Linked DNA regions of Sus scrofa: region 1 is linked to region 2. A link is a contact called in public Hi-C data. All regions are on one chromosome and are shown on one strand. Each heading gives the region's core, a stretch centred on a gene start, on an enhancer-like site or on the middle of the called end of the contact. The rest is flanking DNA. Distances are from core to core; before and after follow the strand shown.

Region 1 (7,748 bases), core at 483-2,982, 98 kb after region 2:
CAGCCCTGTCTGCCCTTCCCTGGCATCAGGACAGTGATGGAGGGAATAGGGCGTTCCCCCCAGCTCTTTGTGAATAGCAACCTATGCGTGACATGGACTTTGGATGGTCTTTCAGAAAAACCCTGGAAGTTCTTTCTTCCCCCGTAGCCCTCTTTCCCCCCTCACCAGAAGCTGACTCAAACACATTTCTGGCTTTGAAAAAAGATGTGGGCAAAAGGCCAGTGGTTGGCTGTGGTGGGTGGAGGGAGGGAAAGACTGAAAAGGGGCAGGAGGAACCTCCCTCAAGTGATGGAGAGGCAGACTATTCCGTGTAGGATGATAAGCAATGAAATGCTACCGGGCAGCCCTGGGAACTATGTCCAATCTCTTTCTCTCTCTCTCTCTCTCTCTCTCTCTTTTTTTTTTTTTTTTTTTGATTTTTAGGGCCGCACTCTCGGCACATGGAGGTTCCCAGTGTAGGGGTCGAATCAGAGCTACAGCTTCTCACCTATGCCACAGCCACAGCAACCCAGGATCGGAGCCTCATCTGTGACCTACGGCACAGTTCACAGCAATGCTGGATCCTTGACCCATTGAGTGAGGCCAGGGATCAAACCCACGTCCTCATGGATAGTAGTCAGGTTCATTTCTGCTGTGCCGCAGTGGGAACTCCTGTCCAATCTCTTGAGACAGACCATGGTGGAAGATAGTATGTATGACTGGGTCACCTCGCTGTACTGCGGAAATTGGCACAACACTGTAAATCAACTCTGCTATAAATAATAAATAAATAAATAAATAAGAAATGTTCTGTATCTTGGTTCTGGCAGTGGTTTCTCAGGTCAATGTAACTGTCGGAACTCAGGGAATTACACTTTCCATGGATTCGGGTTTTGTGCGACCATCTATTTCTCCATAGAGTTTAAGAAAACGATGTAGAAATCCTATGACAAAAACTTCTGAATCATTATTCCTCTATTATCTAATGACTAAAGTAGGCTCTATCATTGTTTTGTCAGAAGGTAATTTTGAGAAAAGGTAATTTTGAGAAAAGCAGAATCGCCTGTCTCTATGCTATGGGAAATGAGAGATTTCGGATTATCAACACGTTCTGAAATATCAAGCCATGTAATTGAATTCGAGATCGTCCTAAAATATAAGGCCGTGTAATTTAATTCAAGATTCTTCCCTTTCCAACACAAGAAAGCACTGAAACTGACCTTCATGGATGTGAGAAGGAAGAGGCCCTATCTTTTTACCACTTTGCTGACCGATGTGTCCACCCCCATCCACAGGCAGACAAGAAATACTGGTTAAAAGCTCACTCCTTGCCTTTTCTGATTTTTCCATTTGACCTGATAGCTTAAAATATATAACCATGCCCTAGTCTCCCTTTGTCTGTCACAGCAGATCATTAAGCCACAGACCGGCCAACTAGCTTCAATCCACCAGTTCCCTTCTGCCCCCAAGTTCGCCATTTCCTGTCGCCTCTCCCAACGTCTCAGGGGAGCGCCATCTAAAAGCGGTGCCCTATTTTCATGCAACCTAATGCTCTTACACCCGATCCTATCTCTGGGGTCCTGGATGAGGCCTGGTGTGAAAGGCACAGAGTCAAGGCAGCTGAAAGGCTTCAGTACTTCTCCTGGAAGGCCATGGCGCGCGCGTGTGGCACTGCCTCTGCTCCTGTGACACAAAACGAGACAATTAGAGCTTTCCTGTATTAAGTGGGTGGAAATTCGCACAGCTAAGAGAGGGACAGTTAGGCCCTTTGCCAAAGCGGCTGGGTCTTTATGGACAGGGCAGCGTGCTTTCAGAGGGAGATGCTGCTGCCCTCGCAGAAGCAGGACCCTGCAGACAGGAGGGTCTCACCCGCCCACACGTAGGGACCAGCAGACTCCCCCTTATGCTCCAGTGTCCTCAGCTGTCCCGTTGGCCCAGTGGAGACTTCTCTTTGGCCCCCTGCTCACCTCCTTTCTTTTCCTGTAGAAGCTCTCCTATTCATACATGTGACTCATGAGAATTCAGGAACACATGCAATTTAATGACCAGAAATTAGGTAAACAAGCTAGCTTTTTCTCTCTCTGAAGCCTTCCCCTAGGGTTATCAATGATGCTTTGTGCAATGGTTTATTTTTCCCTTTGATGTGGTATATTTTCATAAAAGGATGCAGTGTTTTATGCGATTTTTCCCTCTACAGATATATATTTCATCCACGTGCATATCCACGTGCATAAAGAACGGAAATAAGGTGAAATGTGCCTGACAGTGGACCGGAGATCAGAAAGGGCACAAATGTACACTTCGCGGCAAATGTTATTAACCTGGAGTTCTTGCTTTGCATTGGTGGATGGGGCCCAGGAAGACACACGGGCTCCGTAATCAGACTTCCCTTGGAAGGGCTCCAACTCTGCTACTTCCTTGATGCTTGACGGGGAGTGGGGGGGGCACACATGTTAGTTTTATTCAAACAGTATCCTCGTCTGCAGAGGATAATTGTTGCCAAATTATTAACACAATATAATACAGGTAAGTTTCCTGGTCAGTAAGCAATGACGTAGAAGCCTCCTTAATAGGAAACTCACTGGATTGATCATTCTGTCCTTGGCTTGTGGACAGGGTCCACTTTAAATTCTGTGATTCTGCCAGCTTGAATGAGACTTGTTCTTTTGTGACGGGAGCCAACGCACCCTGCTGTGGACGTGGGAACTGCTCACAGGAGGCAGCATAGCCTGGAGGAAATAGCAAGGTCTGGGAACCCAAAGACAGGATGAGGGCAAAAAAACCAGCCCCATGTGTACTGTCTGACCATGGAAAAGAGGTGTTTTGGTTTTAGTAATAAAATTATATGTTCTTAGCCCTTTGTCTGAAAAAAAAGAAAACAACAACAGAGGAGCTTTTTAATTCAGAAAAATTATTTGCTTCTTTTCTCACTTAAGGCTGTTTGCAGATATTGAGACAAAAGCTGGGACATCCCACTTTATAACTGGCTTTAAGACATAGCAGACATTCAAACCCCAAAGCCTTGAACTTGAGCCATATGGACATTTCTGTCACTTAGAGAAATAGAAGACACCAGCAATACTACCAAGACTCGAAAAAAAATTTTTTTTTTTTTTTTTTTTGGCTAGAACCCATCATATGGAACTATAAAGAGAGGAAAAATGAGGCGCTGTTTTACATGTTTTATATCTTTTTGATAGATAGGAACAACAGAGTTTTGAGGTACAGGTTTGGCTTTCAGAAGCCGCTAAAGTCAAACAAAACAGGAGGGTGTTACGGATCAGTGACACTTTGGGGGACCACAAATGAAAATCGGAAGCAAACACCACTAAGTGTAAAGAAGGCTGAACACATCACAGGAGGAACAGCAGAGGGTTAGGCTGGGAGAGGAGAAAAGACTGCAGAAACCCTCCGTGTTGAGAAGGAAGAGGGTCCCTGTGTGAGGCATTTGTAGTGAGAGGTTGCGATTAAGTAAACAAGGATTCTTCAGAGGAAGGAAAAAAGTGTGTCGTCGAGACAGGACCACAGGGAAGCTCGGGGAGCTGGGCCCGAGGAAACACTGGGAATTTCACTGATGGGAGACTGTTTCTTATTCACACACACACACAATGTGTAAATTGGCTGAATGCTGTATTTTCAATTATCCTTCACAATGGGAAAACCAAACCCAACAATATTTAGGGGTTATGAACAGTGGGGGGAAAAAAAGAATGAACAAAGGAGAAACTTGATGGAAAGGCTCAGAACACAGCCAGTGGGCCTACAAACCTGCTTCTCGGAGGTGAGCTTGAGGCTCCGGGCTGCAGTTTTATATGCACTGTGTGGGACGGAGTCACAGTTTGCTGCTAAGAGGATGGCAACAGTCAATATTTATCCAATGTGCCCTGTCCTGGGCTAAATGCTTTCCATGCAAATCTCATTCAATCCTCAGGAGAACCTGAAGCCCCAGGGGCAAGTTGCATTTCAGAAAAATTACATTCAACACCTGAGTCATCAGACAATATCATGCAGCCAGCAGGTATTTGGGGTTTGAACCCATACCTCTGAGTCCAAAGCGGAGTGCTTCACTTCTATCTCCCTAGCGGCTCACTGCCAAACTAGGAAGGGAATGCCAGCTGGACAGGGTCCAGCTTCTGTCCTTTCCCCTGTCAGGCCAGAGCAAGGGGCCCTGCTCCCCAGTGCCTCACCCTGTAATACAGAAACTTTGTTAGCCTTGCCTTATGCACTGTTTGGGAGTGTGCACTGTTGGAGGAGCCAACCTCTGCAGGGTTTTTTGTTTGTTTGTTTGTTTTGTCTTTTTTGGACCGCATCCGCAGCATATGGAGGTTCCCAGGCTAGGGGTTGAATCGGAGCTGCAGCTGCTGGCCTACGTTGCAGCCACCAAGATGCAGGATCCCAGCTGCGTCTGTGACCTACACCACAGCTCATGGCAACGCCAGGTCATAACCCACGAGTGGGGCCAGGGATCACACCGAGATCCTCATGGATACGAGTCGGGTTCTGAGCCACAACAGGAACTCCCAGAGGTTAGTGTTTGATAAAGGACAAGCAAGCTCCAGCGCAAGAGTGCTTATCATCGCGATTGCGCTGCACTTGCGCAGAACGGCAAAGAATGCATTTCATTTGCTATGTTACCATTGCTGTCATCTCAGGTTATGATGTTTAATGAAACTATTACAAGCTTGAGAGTACGATGCTAGAAAAGTCTGAGTACAGGGAAGGTGTCCATTATACCTGCAAAGACCTGAAGGTTCAAGTGAATCCACCCTTTGATTTATAGAAAATGAACCCAGCAGGTGACATAACTGGCCCAGGGTCACCGAGAATATGTGGAACCAGGACTTCAAGGCATGTCTTTGTGGACAAGGGGGGTTTTCATACCTCATCTGCGGTGGCCCAGGGTAGGGTGGGTCCAGGAGGCCACAGGAAGAAACACACAATCATTGTTCAATCCATTAAATGGAAATCTGGCTACGTTTCTCGTTCCAAAATTAACTGCAGTTGGGTTGAGAGTTTTAGTAAATGTTAAGTGTGTGTAATTAATGGCAAATATTTTGCTCAGAGCCTCTCGACAGACATTCGTGATTAATCAGTTGATTCTGAAGGTTAATCAAATAAAAGACTTACTACCCACGTTTGCCTAGACTATTTCCTCAACTCTCTCTCTCTCTCTTTGTCTCTCTCTCTCACACACACACACACACACACACACACACACACTTGTGCACAGACTGCCTTTCATGTATTAGGACCTAAAGAGGATAATTTCCTCCTCTTTGCCACTTCAAATATTTCTTGAAATCATAAATCACTTCCACTCTCTCCAACCCCTGTTACCAAATTTCCCATCTCTCCTCTTTCTAACCACAATCATATATGGGTTTGAAAATACAGTTCATATCAGAAGTCGCTTTTTATTGCAACCCGTGCATTCCCATTGGTACATGTCGGGTCTCCATGCAGAGGTGTCTTTGGCCATGAGAGACGCTGTCCTTGTCTCGATCGACGGCAGGATGTGTGGTGATTATGATGGTCAGATGCACCACTTAGACGCAAGGGTTTGTGGGACGGAGATAACAGGACCCATGTTAAGCCCGTCGCTGTTGCTGCTCCATGGACATGACCACCAATTCACAATCCTGCCGTTATGTTACTAATGCCTTAGACTCAGAAGGAAAAATGACTACTTTTAACTTCAATTTTCCACACTGAGGAGAGTTGAGAATGTCTAAATGGAAGTTTGTCCGAGGAGGTAGCCTCAGAGCAAAAAGTAGGGTTTTTAAGCCATCGCATCATTGGTAACTACCAGCCAAACTAACATATGTGCTCTTTTCAATTGCGCTGGTGACCCTTGAGCAAAGTCTAGGAGGAGATGACTGGGGAGCCACACGGATCAGGCAGGGGTGCGGCTGGTGCAAAGGGCCTGGGGCGAGCCTTGCACATACTGCTTGAGGAGCAGCAACGAGGCCAACTTGGCTGGGACAAAATAAGTGAGCAGTTAAGTCCAGGGCAATAACATCACCGAGACTGAGCTGGATGAGCTGGGGCAGGTGACCAGATGGTGAGGGCCATCCACGCAGTCCTAAGGAACAGACTCTTCTTTCAGGGAGCCGGGAGACCTCGGACAACGGAGGGAAGCACTGCTATGACCTGATTTGTCCTTTAAAGGGGTCCTCCTGGACACAGTGTGTCCATACAGGTTCATGGCGGTAATACATTACCGTCCCCGGGGCTGTTGGCGATGGGGCAGACTGTGCATGTGCATGTGGGAAATTGCAACAATTTCTTTTTTTTGTTTGTTTGTTTTGTTTTTGCCTTTTCTAGGGCCGCTTCCGTGGCATATGGAGGTTCCCAGGCTAGGGGTCTAATTGGAGCTGTAGCCACCGGCCTACACCAGAGCACAGCAACGCGGGATCCGAGCCACGTCTGCAACCTACACCACAGCTCACGGCAACACCAGATCCTTAACCCACTGAGCAAGGCCAGGGATTGAACCTGCAACCTCATGGTTCCTAGTTGGATTCGTTAACCACTGCGCCACGACGGGAACTCCAGATTGCAACAATTTCTGCTCCATTTTGCCAGAAGCTAAAAACTGCTCTTTAAAAAGTCTCCATAAAACAAAACAAAAGAAACACGCGTGGCTGGTGAAGAGACCATCTGCCTCCAGACAGGCCTGTGTTGTGATTTCTTTGCCTCACTCTCTGCTATTCTGGCCCCTCCTTCTCCCCCCGCAGCCAAAGCTAAACACTCAGGTTTCCGTCCTGACCTTTAAACCCATCTCCCTTTTCCTAGAAGCTCTTGTTTCCTGTGAACTTGGGTAACCCCCTTGGGACTGGCTTTGTGTTTCTCATGGAAGAAACCAACCACAATACCTGGTGCAGACCGACTGGAGAGGAATGTGGTGAAGGAAACCTTAGGATCTGTTAAAAACGGAATTTCAAGATTTATAAGGCCAGAAAGCAAAGCCAGTTTTTCACACCAGAGTTCTAAAAGCTGATGGTGACAAAGAGGGGACATTGCCCTCACCCTCTCAAGGCTCCCACCTTGTCCATTCATGCACGCAGGCCTGCGGTTCATAGCAAATCTTCCTGCAAAATGGTTCCCCACCCTGTGACCAAAGAGCAAATAAAGTTTACCAGATACTAGAAAATCACTTCCCCCCAGAATATGTATTTATTTATCTTCCAATTCTAAAGACTCTTAACAAAGGCTCCTGTTGGAGGCTGTCCTCAGCATTTTTCACATAAAATAACTAACCCCATTTCTATGCTCCTGATTTTTTTTCTTTTGCTTTTTTTTTTTTTTTTTTTTTTCTTTTTAGGGCCTCACCTGTAGCATATGGAAGTTCCAGGCTAGGAGTCGAATCTGAGCTGCAGCTGCAGGCCTATGCCACAGCTACAGCAATGTGGGATCTGAGCGGAGTCTGCGACCTACTGCACATCTCATGGCAACCCTGGACTCTTAACCCACTGAACGAGGCCAGGGATCGAACCTAAGTCCTCCTGGATACCAGTAGAGTTCATTACCACCCAGCCATGATGGGAACTCCCAGATATGTTTGATTTTTCAATGGCCTCTTGAAACAAAATAAAATAACAAAAAATAAATTAATTAAAAGGACTGAAATCCGAGGGGAGATGCAACTGCAGATATGTATTTTTTATCCAATGTATGTTACGTTATACTAAAACACTCTGTTTTTTGTTAACAAAGGCATTAAGAAGCCCCTCCCCAAAGCCAAAACTCTTACTGAAAACTGCAGTTGA
Region 2 (6,748 bases), core at 429-2,928:
AAATCCATCCAAATGCTTTCTGACACAGCTTAACTTGAAACAAATCCCAGCCAGGGAGCTATAGATCTTAATAAAGAGAAAACCATCACAAAGGCCCTCATCCTTGGCTTCTCACACTAAGGAGTTTCAAGGCTCTGAAACTGGCAAGTCTACTCTATAATTCACTAATAAGAAAGAACGCAGGCCAAAATTTGCATCAATTTTACAGCAGACAGCAGTGGGTCATTTTGTTAAATCCTCTGGAGCACGTGCAATTACCAGACACTTAAGGACATACTAAACTTAGGAGAAGGGTTATTTCTCTACTGAAGCTGACAGCACAGAGCCAGGAGCCAACTCCCCGCTAAGCTTCCTGGTGGTGGCCAACTGTGGTCAAGGGTCTCGCGGCTCAGCAAAGCCAGGGGCACGGCCTCCCCGCCTGTGTGTCCAGAGCTCGGGAAAGTAAAGATGTTAAGTTTCCACAGGTCTCACAGCCAAACGCCAAACGTCTCCAATGCTTTTAAATATGCGTTTTTACTGTCAGTGAAAGTCTCCATCAAATTTTAAAAAGTTCAACTTACTCATTCCTCCCGAATAAACAGAGAAACAAACCTATTTTGCAACCCAAGTTGAAGGACTAATAGCAGGCTTTTTATTAGAAGAAAAACAAGCCCAGGGCCACCATTCCGTGAAAACTGACACACACGGGAAACTGTGCACGTGTGCAAGCGCTGGCTGTCTATCCGCGTGTGTGCTCCCGGTAACGCCGTGCAGGGCTCGAGCCTGGCCTGACCCGCGACTCCCGATCACGCGTCCTAGTCCCAGGAGCTCTGCAGGCTCCGATCGCCCGGGCGCAGCAGGCACCTCGCCGCCGGCCACTTTCCTGCCAGCCCGAGGCGGCGGGTGGCGGGGCTGGCTGACCACTGCCCCCGTTCGGGAGCTCCCCGGGGCCGAAGGGAGCCTGACCCGCACACAACCGCAGCGGCCCGGGGCCCGGGCAACCAGCCACTCCGTCCGGACCACAGGTCCTCCCTCCGGGACCGATGAGGACACTGCCTTGGTTCTCTCGATCTGCGGCGCGACCACCGCGGCGAGCCGGGGTCATGGCAAGCTTCTGGCCGGGCGGCGGCTGGACGGCAAAGAAAACCGGCGATCGCCACCGCCGCCGCCAGAGTCTCTCCGAAGCAATCGCGCGGGCGCAGCAGGCACGGAGATCCGGCTGGCCGCCGCTCCGGGTGGGAAGGACCGCGCAGCGACCACGCCAGGCGGCCGGCGGCTGCAGCTCCCAACTTCAGGCAAAGTTTTCTGCTGTTGCTCTCAGAGCCGGCGGAGGGCTCCGAGTGGCGCCGACACGCACCCAGGCCGCCAAGGGGCGGGGGCCGACCTGGGGCCGGGCTCCGGAGTCAGCGCCCCGGGCTCGTCCGCTCTGTCCGCCCGAGCGCGAGGTGCCCTCCCTCCCCGCTGGTCTCGCGCCGGGGCAGGGAACTGGCACACGCAGTGCCGGAGCCGCCGCTCCCCAGTCTGGACCCGCGGTCCGCCGCTAGTGCTCTCCCACCCGGGAGCTGCATGCGTCCCGGGCCCCTTCCGGCCCGCACGCCCCAGGCCACAGCGAGTGCGGCCCCTCTTACCTGAAAACGTATCCCCCGCCGCAGTTAGCAAAAGTCCGTACAAAGTCACCAGCCAAGTCCCAAGTCTGCTCATGGTGCTGAGCGCACGCCGGGCCGCTCCCCGGCGGCGCTGGGTGGGCGCGAGGTCCGAGGGCGGCCGGGAGCTTTCCTTCCAAGGCGGCGAGGAGAGCAGGGTGAACACCCAAAACCAGAGCCAGACCCGCAAAGTGCCAACACTTGCAGAAGTCTCAACTCCGGGGGCTCCCGGGGCCGGGGCCGAGGTCCTGGATCCTCCCACCCAGTCGCCAGCCCCGCTCGGAGCTGGAGCGGCTGCAAGAGGGAGCGGAGGGCGCGCCCGCGGAGCCAAAATCCGCCCTCCGTGCCGGCTGCTGCACCCGCCGCCGCTCTCCTTCCCCGGGTAGGGACCCGAGCCGCCGGCGCCGCGGTGGCCGGGGCCGCGGCCGCGCTTGTCCCGCCCGCCGCCTCTCAGCCAGCAGCCGAGCCAGCCCCCGGGCGGCGGCGCGCCAATGGCCGAGCCCGCGCCGGCTGCGCGCGGGGCTCCTGCTCCCCGACTGACTGGCAGTGCCCCGCAGGCCGGCTGAAGGGAGCGCCCACGTCACGGCCGCCCGCGCTGCCGCGGCCCGCTAGAGGGCGTGAGCGCCCGGCCCCGCCGGCCCTACGGGTCCGCGCCCGGCGCTGAGAGGCAGCGGCGCCTCGGGGGGAGCCGGGCGGGGGGCGGCCGCGGGGGCGGTGTCACCGCGCGGAGAGCGGCTGCCGGGAGGTGCCTCGTGCTCCCTCCCGCTCGCGTCCCGCCCCGCCGCGGCTTGGGTTTCGAGGCCGGCTTCCGGGAGGGTGACCGCGCAGGGGCCGCGCGGCGGCCAGAAGTTTGTCCCGGGTCACAGGCCGCCAGGAGTTGGCGAACGAGGCTGGCGGGACGGCGGCCTTGCGGCCCCGCGGGCGGACGAGGCGGCTCCAATCCCGGCGCCGGATGGCAGTGTCCGCAGCGGGGCCGGCAGTCGCAAAGCCGCTCTCCCCCGCGGCTTTGGGCAGGGCGAGCCGGTAGATCGGGAGGCTGCGAGGGGCTGCGAGCTTCTCCGCGCGGCGGGTGCAGAGAAGTTGGCGGACGCCAGAGGAGGGAGCGGCGGCCTCGGGCACCGAGACCCAGCAGCGCGCCAGCCTCCCGACTGGACCACTCGCGCTCCTGCCCCAGGAGCCCTGCACCCGGCGGAGCAGGAAGCGCTCTGCGGCTTCATTGCGCCCCCGCCGTCCCGGTTGGGCCCCAGCGAGCCGCGGGCGATACACGGAAGGTGGCGGTCACAGCGGAACGAGAGTTTGGACCTACGTAACCTGTGATTTGTGTATCTGGTACTAAGTGTTGGGAAATGCGAGAGGAGGAGGGGTGGGTAATGAATCAAATATCTTGAAGTGTGTAATTTACCGTTTGGGTCTGGAATGCCTACTTCATTAAGTGACTAAAACAGTCTTCCAATGCTTCGGTAAAAAGGTTCTCTTTGTGAAATTGCAAATAAACAAATAAAAAGGGGTGGAGTGATCTTTCTATCTCCCGGGGAATACGCACGTCGAGCCAGCTCTGAGCAGCTGTAGACGCTAGGCCTAGCTGACTGAACGCAATGGAAGGCCTGGGAAGAGGTTAAATTAGAAGCCGAGTAAGGACCCGTGAGTAGGACGGGTGTACCAGCCAGAGGGGGGACGCAGGTGTGTCCGGGGCCCTTCTGTGCTGCTCTCACCTGGAGCTTACAAAGACCCAGAAAGTATACTGATCCCACGCTCACCTAGACCCTGTCTCCAGTTGACCCTAGAACCAACAAGCTGTAACTAAGGATAGGTCATAGCTGTCACCTCCCCGGGGGAAAACTGCGGGACTGGAGGATTTTTGCTTTTGGTGCTCCAACCAACAGCTCCTCTTTCTGCTGGAATTCCACTTCTTAGATCCTTTTCAGAAGTGCTCTTTAAAAGGTTCTATATTAATAGTTTACTTCTTAGTACTAGGACCTTACACCGTCCTGCTGCTTCTCTCAAATATGTACCTGTTGAGCCTTATTGCAAAATGAACATTTGAAGAAGGGAGAGGCAGGGCACTCCCATACCTTCAAAGACAGGCAATGAGGGTCTGCAGCATGAACTTGCCTTGTGCTGAGGTCCTGCATCGTTTTGCGTGGTAATGTGCTTTCCAATGGAGCTTTTCTGTTAGGAGGCCCTAGGGGATTCAGATAAAGAGAGAAAAGTCAATCTAGCCATTTTTTCTTCTAAGTTTTTTAAGTTGGGCGAAGAAGTTCAAGATAGCATAGGATTTCACTTGCAAAGTACGTGAATTTTTCAGCAAGTACCTATGATGGCCATGTATATGCCAGGCACTAGGCTCTGGGCTGAAGATTTTCTTATACTGGCCTCCCCCAGGAACAAGCCTGAAGGGGAGGATTGAAGTGTAAGTAGGTTTAGGTTTTATTGGGAAAGTAATCCCAGGAAGCAGTGGAAGAGGAATAGGAAAGTGGGGGTGGGGGGGGTCAACATAAGGTGTATGAATGCTCAAGTTGCATGTGGACACCTGGGACTCACTCCTCTAGGGACCCCTTGAAGAAAGTGTGGAACAGCCTTAGAGCTGGGCCACCCTGGCAAGGATGTGGTAAGGTGGCTGATGGGGGTGCGGGAGGCAGCTGCACAGATGGATGTCCCTGCAGGCCAATGGGGAGAGAGCCCCGGCTCAGACACCCGCCCACTCCTGCTACCCTGGTAACCTCAGGACACCATGTCCCTTCCTCCAGTTACTTACAGCTCAGCAGGAGGGCCAATGAATTTCCATTATCTCTGTTCTCTAAACATTGCAGCCTTAAGCTGACTCTACCCTTATTAGTCTGCAATCCACATTGCAAACAGTGATGGGTTTTTGCCAGCAGCTCCTTCCCTTGCAGTTCTGACAGCTACTGTTTATTTACTCTCTCTTACAGGTAACTGGCCAAAGCAGCCTTGAGCCCAAATGGAAGGCCTCTATTCAAAATAAAAGGACTGGACTTCTTCTAAGAAAAGGATGCTGTAGAAATCCTCCCAATGAGACATTTCTTTTCAAATTTTTTTTTTCAGCAGGGGAGATTTTTAAAATCTATTTTTTAAATTATTTTTTGGCTTTTAAAAATTGTTTAAGATTTTATTTTATTTTATTTTATTTTATTTTATTTATTTTGGTCACAGCTGCAACATGCAGAAGTGCCCAGCCAGGAATCAAACCCACTCCACATCAGTGACAACACTAGGTCCTTAAGCTGCTGAGCCACCAGGGAACTCCTGACTTTTTAAATTTTAATCCAACCACATGACACTCCTCTGAGGACTATAGTGACATTTGCGTGATGGCTGCTCAGAGTTAGGGGTGCTGTCCAGCCAGCCCCCATCATACATCTAAAGATTTCAAAGTTATTCATCAAGCTAGCAAGCTACTATATACTTTATACCTTCCTATCTTGACCAAAGTAACAACATTGAAAGATAAGAAAACCTGTAATTTTCAGATGGTAAATGTCAGGAGAATATCAAAGACAACTGAATATAACACATGCATATCAAATTTCCTGTTTATAGTCTGGCTGTATGGACCAGTAATAAAATGAAGACATACATAATTCATGCATTAGTATACATTTATTCCATAAATTTGATTTTCCCTTTATTTTATTTTTTCTTTTTATGGCCACACCTGCAGCATGTGGAATTTCCTGGGCCAGAGCTTGAATTGGAGCTGCAGCTGAGGCTACTGTCACAGCCAGAGCAACACCCAATCCAAGCCACATCTGTAGCCTACATACAACACAGCTTGCAGCAACTCGGGATCCCCAACCTACTGAGCAAGGCTAAGGATCAAACCCACTTCCTCACAGAGACAAGATCAGGTCCTTAACCCGCTGAGCCACAATGAGAACTCCTTCCCTTTATTTTAGTAAAATGGCTAATATGTTGCTGTAATTGAGACTGCCACATAATTTTTGTTCTAGTGACAGTGACAGTAGTGATCTGAAGTTACTCTTTTCTGTGTAGAATATTTATAGCCACATTTCACCCAGTTTTGTTCCTCACTGGTTCTTGTAAGCACTCAGTAGCCTCCTGTGGTTAGTGGCCACTGTACTGAGCAGCACAGCTATAGAATATTTCTGTCATCACAGAAAGCTCTGTTGGAAAACACTGATAAAGGGTCAGAATAGTCTAATGACGCAACATTTAAGCATATATTTCGTCAAAAATGTAAATTCAAAATTTTTTAAAAAGAAAAAATTACTTTCCTATAGTTGTTGAAAGTTACCTTCTTCCAAATGGTTGAAAGATCTCTACTAGAATTAAAATTCAAAGTACAAATTATCATTATGAAAACCAGCGTTGAAATGAAAATTATTCATAAAAAGCTTAACATTTTTATTTAATATTTTGATGTCAGTGATACCTGATTAACTTTTAAGGAAATCTGTCAGCCATTCCAGGTCTCCATGTCAGCCTAATTGTCAATGTAAAGAATCAATATCATGTTTCGCATAGACTGTAACTACACAGCTACCATTTTTTGTTTGTTTCTTTTGTTTTTTGGCTACTCCATGGCACGTGGAAGTTCTCAGGCCAGGGCTTGAACCCACGCCACGACAGTGACAACACCAGGTCCTTAACCCACTGAGCCACAAGGGAACTCCAATAGCTATCATTTTAACCATACTGTTAATTATTTAATTTTGAAAGATGTTCCTCAATCACCAGTTTCAATGACAGGTACCTGCTACTCTTGTGCGTGACTTCTGCCCCAACTGGAACCGAAAAGAAGCAAGAAAATTGGTGATTGGAATGACTAGGAAACGCCCCTCGTCATTTAAGACTGGTTTCTGCTATCTGAACAGAAGGGTTTGCTTTCTAATTGATTTGACTTTTCTTTGTACTAAGTGCCTTTGAATGACATCATCCACACACACACCTAGGAGTGTCCATCTGCCATGTCACACTGGCAGGCACACTCCCCAAACCTTCACAGTGCCCTCCCAAGGCCAGAGGACAAAAGCCAGGCTAAAGCACTTCTGTGGAGCCTGAACAGAGTTGGTTTGGGATTACTTTTTTTTTTTCTTTTTCTTTTTTGGCTGCCCCTCAGCACATGGCGTTTCCAGGCCTAGGATCAG

What was found. Hi-C and Micro-C count contacts between places; a contact is called where the count stands out from the background.
Region 1: a contact with region 2 is called in a Hi-C map of retroperitoneal adipose tissue, with 2.2 times the contacts expected there. The contact joins the enhancer-like site here to the promoter of LOC106510670 in region 2. A contact is called at or near these places in 1 of 5 promoter capture datasets (liver), 3 of 47 Hi-C or Micro-C datasets (omental adipose tissue, psoas muscle and retroperitoneal adipose tissue) and 1 of 2 datasets of contacts at active chromatin or transcription factors (skeletal muscle).

Annotation. Positions count from the first base shown.
Region 1 is chr6:100,189,224-100,196,971 of Sscrofa11.1, forward strand. It overlaps LOC106507633 (a long non-coding RNA gene), which reads right to left. Exons shown (of 5, transcript XR_002345012.1): 4 at 3,748-3,821; 5 at 1,112-1,662. Among named protein-coding and RNA genes, the nearest start is that of LRRC30, 99 kb to the right of the region's middle. Within about 2 kb of position 1,733, at least 5 of the 83 cell types and tissues checked have an H3K27ac peak or open chromatin away from gene starts, as enhancers often do. A contact at or near this core is called in retroperitoneal adipose tissue, where this site is marked.
Region 2 is chr6:100,090,789-100,097,536 of Sscrofa11.1, forward strand. LOC106510670 reads left to right here and starts at 1,679. Exons shown (of 4, transcript XM_021097607.1): 1 at 1,679-1,937; 2 at 2,009-2,179; 3 at 2,245-2,944; 4 at 4,553-6,748. The coding sequence starts at 1,679. The coding sequence ends at 2,939. It overlaps PTPRM (receptor-type tyrosine-protein phosphatase mu), which reads right to left and starts at 2,178. Exons shown (of 36, transcript XM_021097712.1): 1 at 1,608-2,178. The coding sequence starts at 1,680.